Regions from separate parts of the Danio rerio genome. Here region 2 is linked to region 1. The links are chromatin contacts, called in public HiCAR-type maps. All regions are on one chromosome and are shown on one strand. The core of a region is the stretch at or near the end of the contact, and the rest is flanking DNA. Distances in the headings are between cores, read along the strand shown. Region 1 holds the start of ficd (FIC domain protein adenylyltransferase). Region 2 overlaps wscd2 (WSC domain containing 2).

Evidence for each region. HiCAR-type assays count read pairs that join an accessible place to other places.
Region 2: a HiCAR-type map of caudal fin shows a contact between it and region 1, with 12 times the contacts expected there. The contact joins the enhancer-like site here to the promoter of ficd in region 1. A contact is called at or near these places in 6 of 18 Hi-C or Micro-C datasets (caudal fin, embryo, hematopoietic stem cells and 2 more) and 2 of 4 datasets of contacts at active chromatin or transcription factors (caudal fin and embryo).

The regions. Positions count from the first base shown.
Region 1 is chr5:21,218,275-21,220,974 of GRCz12tu, reverse strand. ficd (FIC domain protein adenylyltransferase) reads left to right here and starts at 1,311. Exons shown (of 3, transcript NM_001017794.2): 1 at 1,311-1,404; 2 at 2,353-2,688. The coding sequence starts at 2,418.
Region 2 is chr5:21,386,102-21,388,801 of GRCz12tu, reverse strand. The region is part of intron 2 of wscd2 (WSC domain containing 2); the gene reads left to right. Among named protein-coding and RNA genes, the nearest start is that of wscd2, 20 kb to the left of the region's middle. Within about 2 kb of position 1,286, at least 4 of the 62 cell types and tissues checked have an H3K27ac peak or open chromatin away from gene starts, as enhancers often do. A contact at or near this core is called in caudal fin and skeletal muscle, where this site is marked.

The sequences.
Region 1 (2,700 bases), core at 62-2,561:
TTATTTGTTTCTAATTTTTTAAAAACAATTTTAAGGTCAAAATTTTTAGCCCCTTTAAGCTATATTGTTTTTAGATAGTCTACAGAACAAACCATCGTTATATAATAACTTGCCTAATTACCCTAACCTACCTATACCTAATTAGCCTAGTTAAGCCTTTAAATGTCACTTTAATCTGTATAGAAGTGTCTTGAAAAATATCTAGTAAAATATTATTTACTGCCATCATGGCAAAGATAAAATAAATCAGTTATTAGAAATATGTTAATAAAACTATTATGTTTAGAAATGTGTTGAAAAAAATCTTCACTCCGTTAAACAGAAATTGGGGATAAAATAAACAGGGGAGGCTAATAATTCTGACTTAAACTGTAGATCAGAGCTTGATTTTGTTTGTCACATCAGAAATTGTATTTTTTGGAATTGTCAATTCTCAAAGAAAATCTCCAAATTTGTAGATTACAAATTATTGCCACATTTTTGTTTAGAACACCAACATGTTAACAAAAAAATGAAGGAAGCTTATGTTATTAATCTTTAGATAATATTTACATTGCAAATTTAATAACCAAAAACATATTTTATCCTGATATTAATTTATTCATTTGCTTTTCGGCTTAGTCCCTTATTTATCAGGGCTCGCCACATTGGAATGAACCGCCAACTTATCCAGCATATGTATATGAAACAGGAACACCCTAACCCACACAAACATGGGGAGAACATGCAAACCTCACACAGAACTGTGTCACTGTGAGACCCTTATCTTGATATACTAAAATAATTAGAACATTACATAGCATAAAGCAAAGCTCTAATTAAAAAATGCCATTAAAACAGTCTTTTTTTACTTAAAACCTTCCACATGCTGTAGTCCCACAAGGCCCTTACCCTTAGTATGCATACTTTTACAAATATTTTTTGTAAATATTTTGTTTTTTGTACACCTCTGACCTTTTTTTCTTCTTTTCTTTCTTTCTTCTTTGAATTTGTATTGTTCTGTACTTTGGTCTTTAAAAAATTGTGAAACCGTCGTCTTGAAAGAGCAGTTTCCTCATAATATTTCTTTAATTAAACGATTATTGTTTGCATCAAAATATATATTATAAAATAAGCACTGACAAACTGATTATCAGAGAGCATTACATCATGTCATACCAGATCCAGATGCGTTTTTGTCTTGTCCAATCGTGAAGTTCTACGATCTGAAAACTGTGTTGCTGTTGTAGGGTGTGTGGCGACATTCTGACCAATCACTAATCACATTCTAACTAAAACCATCCAACCAGGCGTAACCTTAGAAGTAGGTGATATCCGCTTCACGGAAGTTGACGTTGCTAACGACAGAGGCATCTTTTCTGATCTTTTCCCTCATCAGAACTGGGAATAAAACTTCAACATCCAGTAAGGTATCTCTGAACAACTGGAGATTTATTTCTTATGTTATAAACGATGGAATTTGCCGCTGTTTTTTTAGGTTTGTTAATGTGTTTTTGTAAAGGTGTAAGATTTGTGTCATGACCAGCTGGTAGTCATGGACTAACCGGTATTTATCTTAATCTTTCAGCTGTCGAGGAAATTTTCCTGCAACGTTAAGATTACAGCATGATTTGCTGATAAAGTTTGTCATTTAAGTATATTAAATGACCTTGTGCTTAACACTCAATTACGTGTAATGCATTTCAAGTACTGGTTCAGCTGCTTTAAATTGTGTAACCTGTTATAATTGTGACATCTGCGGACACTAAACTAAAGTGAACAGACAAAAGAAAAAAAAAACCTGAAAGAGTATTGTCAATGTTCATATAATGTTTTTGAGTTGACTATTATTCCCTAAATAGACTCCCAAGCTGTACTTGACTTATTAGAATGTAGGAGGACAATAGTTTAAAAAGATAGTTCACCCCCAAAATGCTTTGTTTCACACCTGTTTGAGGTACTGTCATCAGTTAAACACAAAAGAAGATCGTTTGAAGTATGTTGAAAATCTATAACTGTTGAATTGCAATGTATTTGTTTTTCCTGCTATGGAAGTCAATGGTTACATGTTTTCTGCAATCTTCAGGGTGTCCACAGGGTCTGAATGTCTTCAATCTCAAAATCTAAAGTTTAGACCTTAAAAAGTCTTAAATGGAACTAACAAATTGAACTATTCAAATAATCTGCTGAAATTATATTCATATCACAATATTTATTGCAGAAAAACAAAATATCGCTATGTCGGTTTATTTTCCAATATGGTGCAGTCCTAGCATAAACATTATGAATTAGTAATTTTACATTTTTGGGTGAATATCCCATTCATTTAAAAGTTCATGACTTTACCAGCATCTGTTTTTCCATTTGACCCAGGTTTTCGGAGAGTTTGCAGCTGTAATGTGGGACGTGTGTCATGTTGACTCTGGGTCTCTGGACTGATGGCAGCTCTAGCGGTGTTGCGTTATGCCGGCAGCAGTCCTCTGCTCTGGGGTTGGGGGCCCATTCTGTTTGGCCTGCTGGGGTCTGTGTTTGTCCTGCTGCTGCCTTTAGTGGGCATCGAGGAGCAATGCTGTGCCACGCTCAAGGGTCTTGCCCTTCTGCGCTGTCAGATGTGGGGGGGCATCCAGAGGCCTGTAGTTCACACCACCAGCCTGGCGGTTCCTTTCACAGCACTAGACCTCCTGCCACAAAAAGTCAAGCCCAGTAAAGGTACAGCTTTGG
Region 2 (2,700 bases), core at 37-2,536, 170 kb before region 1:
TTATAAGGCTGAACGACATGAAATACCATCAGTCTACAGAGATTTCCGATTATGTCTCAGTTGCAATCAGAATATTAAAATAATTAACTCCGAAAAAGCCAAAGCAAAGCAAACACTAATAGACTATGGTATAAATACAGAACTGCAACATACAAAAGAGAGAGGTTGACTTTCATTTTCATTTTCATTGAAAGTCTCTTACCTTTTTTATAATAATTTGATCAGTTACGCTAGATTTTTCTCCTCTAAGGACTCCTAATATATGGCCTCTGTCGCCATCTTGTGGAAGAATGTCAACTGTCTTTGCTCTGCTCAGTATGACAGGCTGATGGATGCTGATGCGCCGAATCTCAAAATCATAAATTTATAAATAGGCACTCTCCTTATAAATAAACTGCATAGTTGCAATGTAAAAAACTATATTCTTGCCTAAAAAGCCTCAAAAGTACATAATGTTGTCCAACAGCTGCAATATTTGTCAAACTGTAGTGAATTTATTGATCTGCTGTCACTCTGGAGTAAAAAGGATGAGGAGGTCTTATGAGTGCTGTTATTGCAGAATATTGCATGGCTATCAGCCAATCAAATTCGAGAACCAGACAGAAACTAGAAACTGTTGTTTGTATATTATATATATATATATCATAGATGTCATGGACATTCAGCTTTTTATTGAAAATCAGGGAAAAATAAAGACACTTATAATATTAAATATTTGAGTTAAACTGTGAAAGGCTTAAACTGGTCATAAATGACATTTTGTCTGAATGAGATCTCATTAAAAAAAAAAAAAGTTTGATCACACTTTATTTTGATGGTCCGTTTGTTGAAGTTAAGTTACATTTCAACTAATTTTCATAAGATTATAAGTAGACTGATATGTTGGAGTTAGGGTTAGTGTAATTTGACATGTACTTGACAAGTTTCTTATAGTCAGTTGAATGTCTGTTGAAGGAGCAGTATCAACAGATGTTAGGCAGAGTCTTCTAATACTCAAATGAACCATCAAAATAAAGTGTTACCAAATGTTTCATTGTTTTGTTTTTTTTTTCAGAATAGACCTTTGCTCTCTTCTGAAAGCCACAATTCATTACACAGAAATGAAGGGTTTTTGCTCATAAAAAGGGGAAATTTGACCAGCTATAGACTAATAAATGGTCTGTGGGATATTTTGAACTGAAATGTTACAGATTTCAAAGATGTCATTTAACTGTAAGTTCAGGCAGCAGTTTTTGAGATTTACGTATTTCCTCATTCATTTCGATACAAGTAGGTCTTTGATGAACTGCCCGGAGGCATTGCAAATTTATCTGCCAACTTTTCTTGAAAGGGATAATGACAGCTGGCCTCAGCAATGCTAGTCATTTTACTTATAAATAACTTTTATTCTCTTCTTTTAAGATGAGCTTTTGTCCCCACAGAGTAGTTAAAACCTGACTTAAACACAAAAATGACACCTACACAACACTCATGTTGTTATTACAATGCACAAATACACTTACAGTACGCTGTAAGTCCTCATAAATATGTTATTGATGTCATGCTAATGGGGTCCTTAACTGACAAACATGAAAAACAAATCACTCATTACTATAATCGTATTCCTTTTAATAAATGAGGGTATGTTCACAAGATGATTTTTTCATTTTCCTTCAGCTTAGCTCCTTTATAGAATGAACCGCCAACTTATCCTGTGTATGTTTTACACAGCGGATCCCCTTCCAGCTGCAACCCAGTACACCCATACACACTCTTTTCACACACATATACTGCGGGCAATTTAGTTTATTTAATTCACCTATAGCGCATGTCTTTGGACTGTGGGGAAAACCAGAGCACCAGAAGGAAACTCATGGGAACATTGGGAGAATGTGCAAACTTCACACAGAAATGCCAACTGACCGAGCCAGAACTCGAACCAATGACTTTCTTGCTGTGAGGCGACAGTGCTAACCACTGAGCCACCGTGTCGCCTCATTTACAAGATGATTTCAACTTAAAAACTCAAAACTTTTTTTTTTTTTTTTTACAATTTTAACAATTTTGGGGGGCTTAATATACTCTTTTTTTCTTTTATTACTGTTAACAGGCTACAAAAAATGATTTTACCAAAACCTTCATCCTCAACAATCCTGTGTGTACAGGATGTGAAACTTCAAAAATGGAAAAGATAAGGATATGTGTATACTGTATCTGTTTTTGATTTAATTGTCTTGTGTAAATGTAACCTGAGAGGGAAAGGGTTATCAGGTATATCCTTCCTCTGATGGTCATCTGATTTGTTTGCTTATTTCTATATTTACCTCCTCTTTTCCTCATTCCTTAAATGATTAGATGTTTACAAAAACAGCTCAGTTGTTTTTTATAATTTAAATGGACTGTTCTCCCAAAAGGGAAAGTGTTGTCTGTTACTCCCCTTTAGTTTTTTGGAAGCCTTATTACATTTCTTGTTATAGATCACAACAGAGGAAATGATTAAAAACCCCAACTAAATTTCTGTACAATTACAATAATTCTAAACAGAAGTGTTCACCTTTTGACCAAAGGATGTAAAACAATGCCAGATTAGAGGCTGTCAGTATAACTTATGCACATTATTTTAAGGGCTCTGAAGCCATTTAGGAGCTTCGCCAAAGGAACAGTTTGAAAATGTATGTGTTTTTGTGCTTTCACATCTGTAAATCATTTGTTTTTCTCCAA